3 separate regions of the Mus musculus genome follow, and regions 1 and 3 are each linked to region 2. A link is a contact called in public ChIA-PET and HiChIP or PLAC-seq data. All regions are on one chromosome and are shown on one strand. The core of a region is the stretch at or near the end of the contact, and the rest is flanking DNA. Distances in the headings are between cores, read along the strand shown.

What was found. ChIA-PET counts read pairs in DNA pulled down with a chosen protein or histone mark. HiChIP or PLAC-seq counts read pairs in DNA pulled down with a chosen protein or histone mark.
Region 1: a contact with region 2 is called in an H3K4me3 HiChIP or PLAC-seq map of the 230-238 cell line, with 17 read pairs. The contact joins the enhancer-like site here to the promoter of Abraxas1 in region 2. A contact is called at or near these places in 1 of 39 promoter capture datasets (macrophages), 2 of 115 datasets of contacts at active chromatin or transcription factors (the 230-238 cell line and the SCID.adh cell line) and 2 of 9 other capture datasets (liver and pancreatic islet).
Region 3: a contact with region 2 is called in an RNA polymerase II ChIA-PET map of memory CD8 T cells, with 30 read pairs. The contact joins the enhancer-like site here to the promoter of Abraxas1 in region 2. A contact is called at or near these places in 3 of 39 promoter capture datasets (the C10 cell line, the HPC-7 cell line and pre-B cells), 2 of 484 Hi-C or Micro-C datasets (B cells and growing oocytes), 5 of 115 datasets of contacts at active chromatin or transcription factors (bone marrow-derived macrophages, effector CD8 T cells, memory CD8 T cells and 1 more) and 4 of 9 other capture datasets (adipose tissue, liver, macrophages and 1 more).

The regions. Positions count from the first base shown.
Region 1 is chr5:100,642,907-100,646,399 of GRCm38.p6, forward strand. No RefSeq gene overlaps it. Among named protein-coding and RNA genes, the nearest start is that of Coq2, 30 kb to the right of the region's middle. Within about 2 kb of position 1,470, at least 148 of the 459 cell types and tissues checked have an H3K27ac peak or open chromatin away from gene starts, as enhancers often do. A contact at or near this core is called in the 230-238 cell line, the SCID.adh cell line and liver, where this site is marked.
Region 2 is chr5:100,819,002-100,822,838 of GRCm38.p6, forward strand. It overlaps Abraxas1 (BRCA1 A complex subunit), which reads right to left and starts at 1,934. Exons shown (of 9, transcript NM_172405.3): 1 at 1,830-1,934. The coding sequence starts at 1,916.
Region 3 is chr5:100,583,787-100,587,786 of GRCm38.p6, forward strand. No RefSeq gene overlaps it. Among named protein-coding and RNA genes, the nearest start is that of Plac8, 14 kb to the left of the region's middle. Within about 2 kb of position 1,520, at least 98 of the 459 cell types and tissues checked have an H3K27ac peak or open chromatin away from gene starts, as enhancers often do. A contact at or near this core is called in B cells, the HPC-7 cell line, effector CD8 T cells and 2 more, where this site is marked.

The sequences.
Region 1 (3,493 bases), core at 220-2,719, 180 kb before region 2:
GGAACAGATCCCAGGTCCTCTGCAAGAGCAGTGTGTTCTCTTAACCAGAGAGCCACTTCTCTAGCCTTATGCAGATTTTAAAAACTGGAGGTTCTGGGGGAATCGAACTCAAGTCCTTGCACCTGCAAGGCAAGAACTTTACACACTATATACCCTTTGCTCAGTTTCTAAATAATTAGAAAAATGAATTCCTGCATGCGAGCTCTAGATTGCTTCCCTTCCTCTCTCCAAGAGACTTGAGTTGGCCAGCCGTCTTCTGGCCACGTCTCCTGTTTCTACGTAGTCTCACACATCTCTCATTTGAACTCAACAGCAAAAGCCCGGCACTGGGTCTATATACTGACAACTTACCACGGTTCTTCACATCTAGATCTTGGAAGTGCCCCTCCCTGCTCTCCATCACTTCCTGCCTAAAAGCTACCTCAATTTAGTCCTTGCTGACTGACGCCCAAGCTCAGAGGACCCTTCTCAGCCCTTGCTTCTCTCTGACACCTGCTGTGGGCTGTTCTTTCTACCCTCACTGGCTTCCTCTCTGGCTTCCAGGAACTCACTGCTCGGTTCAGTCACTAAGGCTGGGCACACTTCCAGCTCCTACATGGCTTTTCTTCCTCCTGTCAGTCACCATCTGCCCTCTCTGGTCTTCCTGCTCCATTCCATCCCTGTCCTTGGCTACTCTTAAACAAGGGTAGTCGCCAAACTCGGCTTAAATGTTTGTCTTTCTTTTATTGAATTTCTAGGCCTTTGCCATCGTTTGGATCTGGCCTGACTCCAGAGGCACTGGGGGGTGGGGAGGCGGGCAGAGAATGGGGAGATTGAAGGTGGAGAGAGTTAAGCCTACTTTGTTAGGCTCTACAAGAAGGTCGACAAGTTAGCTAGAGAGAGGTGGGCGGTAGTTGGAGCATGCTTAGGATCTTGGTCGGCATCCAAAGAAGAGATGCAGAGGTGGAAAGGGAAGGTTATGTTCTTTTGAGTTGGATCTCAGAAAAGGGGCAGCCTTCACGCTGAAGCCTGCACGCCTCCAGAGAGGGGCTCCTCTCCAAGGACCTTGTACTGTGAGCACCCTGCACTCTTTGGGGCTGTCCAGTGCTGGCAGCTGGTATTCATTGCCCGTGACGTTTCTCTTTCACTTGGCACTGGCTCAAAACAGAGTCCTCAGTGACTCTGCCCTTATCACTCCCCGCAGAGCAGATTAGTCTGTGGGTGAGAGGACAACTTGACTGGCTTTCAGTTCCCACACCTCCAGACCCATCCTCAGAGGAACTAGGACTGGATCAGCACCTGCTGCTCTCTGTGCACCCAGCTTATCATTATTTGTCTCTCCTGCCAGAGCTGTAGAACTTTGACTCTTTGCCACTATGCTTTGATATGATAAGTAAGCCACTTGCGCGGAGGACTGTCTTGTCCTAAGGTGTCGTTTTAGAACTTGACATGAATAAGCAGATTCCAGAATTGAAACTTTTCTCTTGTTTTATCTTTTGCCTGCTCTCTAGACACTTCTGTTCTCAGTTTTTCACATAAGAAGACAAAGAGAAGGGGGAGGAGGGGAGAGGAAGTTGGGGCAAAAAAACGAAAATATATTTAAAGAACAAAGGCCCCACATGCAGCTGTTCAACTTCTAAGAAGTTTCTCGTCCCTTGAATTAAATTTATCTTACTTAAAAAACACAGATTTTTAGATTTTTGCTGGGGTTAAAATACTGTGGAATTCATCAGGGTGTGGGGGCACATGCCTATAAGTCCAGCACTTCAGAGGTAGGAACAAGAGGGTCTGGAGTTCAAGGTTAGCTTCTGCTACACAGCAAATTCAAGGCCAGCTTGAGCTATCTAAGATTCTATCTTAAAACACCATAAACGCTCTCTCTCTCTCTCTCTCTCTCTCTCTCTCTCTCTCTCTCCCTCCCTCTCCCTCCCTCTCCCTCCCTCCCTCTCCCTCCCTCTCCCTCCCTCTCCCTCCCTCTCCCTCTCTCTCCCTCTCTCTCCCTCTCTCTCCCTCCTACCCTCTCTCTCTCACACACACACATGCAAAACAGACTTAATTCGAGATAGAAATTGAGCAAATCAGTGCTCTGATCCATATCGTTCCAAAGAGTGGAATGGCGCTGGCTTTCTGGGTTCCAGGGGTGGCCCATTTTGCTCAGAACTTTCCTAGTTTAGCACAGAAAGCACCAGGCAGGCCAGGATTTGTGGTCACCCTCCTGGAGGAAAAGGGGGCCCAGACACACTAGCTTGAGGAAGCCCTGAAGGTATGGGCTCGGTAGCACCAAGAGCAAGGGGGACCCAGACACTTCGGCCTTCCATGGCTCCTCAGAGCAGGGGAAACAGGAGTGAGGACATTTCTTTTTTTCACCAAGTCGAAGCTGAAGTCTAGCTTACCTTGTCCATCCCTCGGTGCCAAGCACCCAGCAAGTTCCAGCTAGAGCCTCATGCCATGCTGGCTGCTCTTCCAGAGGACCCAGGTTCGATTCCCAGCACCCACAACCATCCATAACCCCTGTCCCAATGGATCTGCTGCCCTATCCTGGCCTCTACTGGGCGCTGCACACCGCGTGCACAAGCACACATGTAGGCGACACATATACAGTGTAGGACTGAGACTCCTACCGCTGACAGTCAAACCCTTGCTCTGCTTTGCCCTTCCTTTGTGTGGTGTCTCTGTAGTAAGTAGACTTGGCCAGACTGAACTCCATTGCCCCATCTTCCAGGCCCTTGTTAGGCTGGGCCAACAGACACTCGTTGGACAAGGGCCTCTTAGTCTGTGATCCTCCTACCTCTGAGCCTGGGTAAGGAACTGGGCTTATCCACTATAACAACCCCAGTCAAAGTCTTGGCTACCAGACTTAGAATTTCTCCCAATACAGAAGGGGTAATACGGAAGGCAGACTGCTCTGTTCCTAGAGACACCATGATTTATTAGCCCTTGTCAAAGCTTTTTGTGACCCATGTCAGCTGATCGTGGTATGTCTATACCACCCTATTCTGTAAATAATATGCCACTTTGGTTCTTCATCTGTGGCTTCTTACCATATTATTATTACTTACCTTATTATTGAAATAAGGGAGTTTGCTAGGCTGTGGTAGAGCACAGCTTTAATCCCAGCACTTGGGAGACAGAGGCAAGCAGATCTCTGACTTCAAGGCCTGCCTGGTCTACAGAGTGAGTTCCAGGGCAGCCAGGGCTACACAGAGAAATCCTGTCTCAACAAGCAAACAAATCAATTAGGGAGTCTTGTTCACTGGTGACAACCCATGCAGTCACAGCTAACCTATAAAGGCGACAGAGGAGCTTTTCAAGGGTATTGTCTTTTGGATTTTCCTGGGAACATAGTCAAGGGTATGTGTGTAGGGGATTTATACAGCCCAACTCTCCTATCTCCTTATGCCTTTGAGGCCCCCCATTCTTAGGGCAGCAGTGTTCTCTCTAGAGAACACTCTTGGGTAAATGAACTTGACCTGGTCTTCTGGGGTCCTTCACTCTTCTTGTCTCACACCTGGAC
Region 2 (3,837 bases), core at 684-3,183:
TAAAAGTTTTAAGTCTGTTTAAGAGCTCAGCTGAGCAGTTTGTCTTGAAGCGCAAGGCTTCTGTGGACAGTTGTAACAAGAGGGTAAAGTCCCACAAGATAATCCAAATGAGCAGCCCAAGTCTGGATTTTACACATATTTCTGAGTGTCAGTGGAGGTTTCTTAGCTATGGAATGCTAAAGTGATCAATGTTTTCAGATGTAAATCTGTCTAAAAATTATTAAAAAAAAATAAAGATTTGTAATTCAGTTACATCTGCTTCCCAGTGGGTCTACTGTGTGCCTGTTTTCTTTTAAAATACAGGCAGCCTTTTGAGTTTTTGTTTTGTTTTCTCATTTCAGTGACTCAAGTTTTTTCTTTGGGTGCATTTAAAGATCAAGTGAACTCTTCTATTCATTAAAATTGGTTTATAATGCCCTGCCTCCATTTCATCAAAATAATCGAACGACCAACCAAACAAACATAGGAATGTCCCAGTCTTTTAACAGAATCAAGTGGGTAAAAATCTGCAATTGCAAATGTTCTTGATTTTGATACTCCCAATGTTAAAAACTAGGAAAAGTACCAGTCAATTCTAAGTACAATTATTCAGAAACCAACTCTAAAAACTTTAGTTGAGCTGGAGGGACGATTCAGTCATTAAGAGCAGTGGCTGCTCTTGCAAAAGAACAGGATTTAGTTCTCAGCGCCCACATCTTTATCTCCCATTAAGTTCCAGGGGATGTTATGCCCTCTTCTGGTCTACTTGGGCACTGCCCATGTGTGATCCACAGATGCTCAGTAAATGACTCTTCAAACAAACAAACAAAAGTTAAAATATCTGAGAAACTAGGGTCAAACACCAAGATGTAGTGTACAAGGGCTAATCCTATAAACTACAGACTTAGGGCAGTTTACTTATGTTCACGCTAAACATCTTCTAAAATAAGTCCCACAGATACACACACACACGTGTTTGTGTTTAGTATGAAGTTTGTGTATCATCCTCCCGTAGAGCCATGCTAATGTATCATCCCATTATGTGCTGCCCGGTGAGTACCTCGCGCATTCAAAGATGTCATTTGTTTCCCCCTGGTATTTTGATGTACTGCACATCAAAATCATTGTACACTCCTATCACTGGGACTGTGCTGAGAAGCAATTTAGGCAACGCAGATCTGACACTTAAAGCGAAGGACTCAACAGTTCAAATACCTTACTCCACACTGTTCAGTATGGTGCTCTCTGCACTGTATTCGTGCAGACCCCAAACTCATTTTAGATGTTTCTAGTTTCTTTCTTTATGTTACTAAGAACTTAATACAAGATGCTACTGCCAGACCTCAAAGTTTTACGGTAAGTTTTTAATCTACCAAAAAAAAAAAAAAAAGCCTTAAAATTTGTTTTCAATGTCACTCACGGGCTTCGAAAGGAGGCAAAGGCTTAAAAATGCATTTACACATCTGATCCTGGACAAGGTGCGTTTGTAACGGAAAGTAGCACAGAAATAGCCGGATCTTACAGCCTCATGCCAGGGTAGCCCTACAACTAGCCAGCCCCTTGCGGCTGGGTGCGGGGTCTGGCTCGCCCCTGCTCGTCCTCCCGAGCCTCGCGACGCTCACGCGCTGCGAGTAGGACCCGGCGCCGGGATCCTTCGCACAGCAGGGTAGCGAGGCAGGTAAGCTGCCCGACTTTCGTCGCCGAGCCGGAGGCCCCGGGGAACTTTCCTCCAAGCCCAAGGGCGAGCAGAGAAAAAGGGCCCGGATGAGAGCCCGGGAGGGCGCCCTGCTCCGCGAACCCACGGAGCGAGCGGGGACTGCGGGCGGGGTCGGCAGCCGCGCCCGGCTCACCGTGTCTGAGTCTGTGTTGAGATGATGGAAAGTGAGCGCGCCGAGCACGAAGCCAGACAGCACCCCCAACGTGCTCTCGCCCTCCATACTGCCGCCTCGGTCGCTGCCGCCACAGCCACTATCGCGGAGCATGACGGGAGGCTGGAGCGTAGGGGCGGGGCTTGAGCCTGCGCACCGGGAGACGCGGGTTGTAGGGAGCGCGGTGTCCTCTAGCCGGGTAGGGTGCTTCTTTCATCAGCTTGGCTGAGACACCTGCAGCATGCATGGAAAACACTGTTTATGCATAGTTTAAGGCTACTAATGGTTGTAAAAATAAGAATCGCTTAGCAATATTTTAATACCACGGATATGTCTTTTTGGGGTTTCCACTGCCCTTCATCTATTGGAACTTATGGAAGATCAATAACCAGTGGTGGGTGGGAATTATCTTCTCTAGAGTATTCCCGCTGTGTTGCGTTATTCTGTCTGTGTGTATTTGATTCTTTGGTTTGTTTGCTTGCAATTATAAAGTTATGAACTGAGTCTAGTTTAAAGACTATGTATGTTTATAACATTGTGAAAGTTCAATGATAAGCACGAACATATTGTGTTGGATCATTTGATATGACTAAAGTAAGTGAGAAGGTGAGGGATTGACATGTATTTCACACGTGTCATACACAATTTAAAAAGCCGATGGTTTTTAAATAATTGAAACTTGGCAAAGTGGCATGCTCCTGAATTGCATTAGTATTGCATGTCTCAGTTTTGTTGTGCAATAGCCAGGATTAGCTTGTCAGTGGCAACATGGAAGAAGTCACAGCTCCACTCTGTGGTCACTAATAGCTTGTGGAGTTCTCCTCCCCCTAGGAAAGGAGAATTTATAGAATACATATGTATAGTGCCGGGCGGTGGTGGCCCACGCCTTTAATCCCAGCACTCGGGAGGCAGAGGCAGGCGGATTTCTGAGTTCAAGGCCAGCCTGGTCTACAGTGAGTTCCAGGACAGCCAGGGCTACACAGAGAAACCCTGTCTCAAAAAACCAAAAAAAAAAAAAAAAAAAAGAAAAAAAAGAAAAACATATGTATAATACATATGTATTATAGAATGTGTATGTATTAATATATATTCCGTGGTACTATCATATGTATCACATATATAATTATACATAATACATGTAAAGGCCCATGGTATTTAGTTTTCATTACATGAGCTAGCCACCAGAGTTCAAGGCTGGTTGTGACAGGAGAATAAAGACAACAGTCCTAGATGACAAAGATCCTACCCAGCACGTACATTTCCCACCCTTTGACCTCGGCACCTCCCCCCCCCTTGTGAAGGAGTTCTCATGTACCCGAGTTCCCTAATATGCAAGTTTGAGGGGAGAAATAGTTTCCCACATCTCAGAATACAAAGTCTTGAATAAACCCGATTTCCTTCCACCAACTCTCATTCTCTGAATATTAGCTTTTAAGTATGGAGCAGATGACCTTGGGTGTGGTGACATTTCTGCTGAATATTAATTGCTTTTCTGTTGCTGTGATAAACCACCATGACCAAGGAACCTTACGGAAGGGACGGTTTATTTGGGCTTACACATCCAGAGGGATAGGAGCCCATCACCGTCACAGCAGGGAGCCTGGCAAGCAGCAGGCAGGCATGGTACAGCAAGCAGAGGACACCCTGAACCTCGAGAAAGATGCAGAGAGAGCAAACTAAAATTGGCACAAGTCTTTTAATTCTCAAAGCCTGCCCCCAGTGACTCCTTCAGCAAGACCACACCTCCTGAACCTATCCAAATGGTGCCACCAACCAGAAACTATTCAGATTTCTAGACTGTGTGGGCATATCTTTGAGACCATCACAGCTGTGTTCTGGGATAACACCCTCACTAGACCCTATTGCTGTCTGAAAACTACATCACCATGTTGTGACCGTACAATGGTATACAAAGCAGTAAGAAGAAGTGTTAATCCTACCAGGTGAAAATAAGACTAGTACCACAATTTTTGAGCAAAATGTAAAGCAG
Region 3 (4,000 bases), core at 270-2,769, 240 kb before region 2:
TGACAACCCCTCTCTCCAATCACTCACAAATTGTTTTTGTTTTCTGGCATCAGGAGATATCCCAGATTCATCTTGTGTTTTCCTGTTCTCACTCCAAAGGGACCTCCTCTCTGGTACCAGCATGCCTTCTCACTAGAAGGTTATTTAGAATCCAAGCTAAGGTTCCTAGAAGTGCTCACTACTGCAGGCTTAGCATTGCTTTTAGGCCCCTTTAGTATAGCTAGGAGACATGGTTAGGTATGTATGAACATGTGTTTAGGCTCAGATACACATTTATACCCATCTACTTAGGTCATAGCTTTATGGCAATGCCCCCAAAGCCAATTCAAACCATGTGACTTAACAGAAACGAGAAAGCCAGCTGAGTGAGCATAAGCCCCCACTCCCCTCTGATTCCTGTGGACCAGTGTGGACAGCCATCCTCCTCTCCCATGCCTTCCCGCCATGCTGAAGAGAGATGTAAGCCAAATAGCTTTGTGAAGCTGTTTGTGTCAGGCATTCTGTTGTAGCAGAGACACGTGGCTAATACAGACATGGCGCTTGTTTATTGTTTACCAGGTTCAGCTTTGTTGGCACTGCTTATGGAAATCTGGTTTTGTTTGAGGGTTTAAGAATGGCATGTACTACACTATGCCTTTATAGGACACATTTCTAAATAGACCCAAGATCTAAATTTGATAAAACACACACCTGGGAGAGTAGAAGAGAAATAAGTCCTGACGACAAGTTGTTTTTGTTTGGTTTGGTTTTGGTTTTATTGAGGCAGGGTTTCTCTGTGTAGCCCTGGCTGTCCTGGAACTCACTCTGTAGACCAGGCTGGCCTTGAACTCAGAGACTGACCTGCCTGTGCCTCCCGAGTGCTGGGATCAAAGTGTGCACCACCACCTATCAACTTTTTGGTTTTAACCCAGTGTTTGAGACTAAGATTTGGCTTCTCCTTCATTTTCATTTTCCCTCATTATCTCTTCTTCCTACCCTCTTCTCACTCTTCCTATAAAGTGTTCATTTTGACTCTGAAATCTGAAATCACTTTACAGGGCTGAAGTTGGATATATCACCTGAGTGTATGTGTGTGTGTTCTTTGTACTAGATTTCCTGAACAGCTCATATGACCTAGGTGTATATGCAAAGTGTGTGAGAGAGAGAGAGAGAGAGAGAGAGAGAGAGAGAGAGAGAGAGAAAGCGAGAAAGAGAGAGAACGAGAGAGAAAATGAGAGAACAAGAACACTTATATTTCAGCTTGAAAACATGTCCTAAAATTCTTTGATACGTCATTCACACAGAGGGAAGATCTACATCCTTTCTCTTGAACTTGGACTCTGTAGCTTTTTGGCCACAGAGCGTGGCAGCAGCCAGTCTGTCTTGGTCTCTGAGCCAGTCCTTATGACGCTGGAACCTTCCCTTGAAATGCTTGTTTTTTGGAGCCCAATAGCCCATTGAGAGACCTCTGTAGACAGGAACTGAAACACAGATCATAGCCATAAGCCAGACCAGCCAACGGTAAGAACCAACTTACAGGTCATATTGAAGCTATCTACACAGAATCAAAAGAAAACATCAAACCACAGTTTCCTCCCAGGGCCATACAAATTACAGGGCAAAACAAGTGGTTACCGGTTGCAGCCACCAAGTTCTGGAGGGTTTTGTTTTAAGAACTAGGTAGCTGGTAAGAGAGACGAGGGCAGACAATGTAACGTGGATATTGTTGCCAAACTCTCATTATAAGAGGAACCTGACGGGCTGGCGAGATGGCTCAGTGGGTAAGAGCACCCGACTGCTCTTCCGAAGGTCCAGAGTTCAAATCCCAGCAACCACATGGTGGCTCACAACCATCCCCAACAAGATCTGACTCCCTCTTCTAGAGTGTCTGAAGACACTCTTCTAGAGTGTCTGAAGACAGCTACAGTGTACTTACATATAATAAATAAATAAATCTTAAAAAAAAAAAAACAAACATATGTAAAAAAAAAAAAAAAAAAAATAAGAGGAACCTGACATTTGAATGTACTTCTTCTGGTTGACTCTAGTCCTTCAGGAATGATAGTCTTTTATTTCTTAAGACAGAGTCTCGCTATGTAGCTCTGGCTGGCCTGGAGCACTCTGTATGTAGACTTCACTAGCCTCAGACTCAGAAAGAACCAAGTGTCTCCTGAGCACTGGATGTATACCACTGCTCTGGGCTAGTGACTAACCATCTGAGGAGACGGCATGAGATGACAGGGAAAGTCGCCTCCATTGCTGAAGGAGCAGTGCTGGATCTGCTCTCCATCACCCTCACTCATGGTCAGTATTTACAGAGAGCGTCTTTGCATTGTCATGAATACAATTCACCCTCTGCCCCCCTCTGTCTGTCTCTCTGTCTCTCTCTGTCTCTCTGTCTCTCTATATGTCTGTCTGTCTGTAGAGCGCTAATATCCAATATATACAAAGAACTCAAGAAGATAGACTCCAGAGAACCAAATAGCCCTATTTTAAAAAATGGGGAACAGAGTTAAACAGAGAATTCTCACCTGAGGAAACTCGAAGGGCTGAGAAACACCTAAAGAAATGTTTAGCATCCTTAGTCATCAGGGAATTATAAATCAAAACAACCCTGAGATTCCACCTCACTCCAGTTAGAATGGCTAAGATGAAAAACTCAGGTGACAGCAGATGCTGGCAAGGATGTGGAGAAAGAGGAACATTCTTCCATTGCTGGTGGGATTGCAAGCTGGTGCAACAACTCTGGAAATCAGACTGGCAGTTCCTCAGAAATTTGGACATACCTGAGGACCCAGCTATACCACTCCTGGGCATATACCCAGAAGGTGTTCCAACTGGTAAGAAGGACACATGCTCCATTATGTTCATAGCAGCATTATTTATAATAGCCAGAAGCTGGAAGCAACCCAGATGTCCCTCAACAGAGGAATGGATACAGAAAATGTGGTACATTTACACAATGGAGTACTACTCAGCTATTAAAAACACTGACTTCATGAAATTTGCAGGCAAGTGGATGGAACTTGAAAATATCATCCTGAGTGAGGTGACTCAGTCACAAAGGAACAAACACGGTATGCACTCACTGATAAGTGGATATTAGCTCAAAACTTCGGAATACCCAAGATTCAATTCACAGACCATATGAAGCCTAAGAAGAAGGAAGACCAAAATATGGATGCTTCAGTGCTTTTTAGAAGGGTGAACAAGATACTCACAGGAGGAAATATGGAGACAAAGTTATTTGTTTTTAAGCCTGTATGTATGTCTGGGCACCACGTGCATGCCTAGTGCCTGCGGAGGCCAGAAGGCACCAGAAACCCCGGCTCTGGTGTTCCAGATGGTTGCTAGACACCATGTGGTTGCTGGGAATCAAATCCTAGTTCATTGGAAGAGCAACCAGTGCTCTAACAACAGAGTCACCTCTCCAGCCCTTCAGCTTTGCTTACTTTGGGTTTGACATCCATTTGGTAGCTGGGTACTGTATTCGCAGACTCTTGCTGCCTTGTGCTTTCTTTCTTGTCTCTTCCCGGGAGTGTCTCTGTATGTACTCCTGCAGATTCACAGCCTTGCAGCAATTAAAGGTGCTCAGCAAGGACAAATGATAAGAGAACAGAGTAAAGAAATGTAAGCGTGCTGGCCGGAGGCGCCACAAACCTTGTCATATTTCAGTTTCTCTTTTACTTTTTCTATTCGCACATTCAAGTATAAAATGTTTAATTTGGTGGTGATTACGGATCAAGATCAAGTTGATCTCAACAGGTCACAAAGCTGACTTAATTTCCTTTGCTTGTAGTCTCAGTTTGGAAACATGGCTGGAAACCGGGGCCATTCTCCAGATGACCCAGCATCCTTTCTTAGACAACCATGATACCAACTGTGGCTTTGGTTGTTTTTGTTTTTTAGTTGATGCAGAAATCACTAGGGATCATTAAACTTCCTGGGAACAGAAGAATCGAGAATCTGAGAGACAGGCAGCTTTGAGGAGAGTTGCTCAACCCAGTTGGCTGCCTAACCA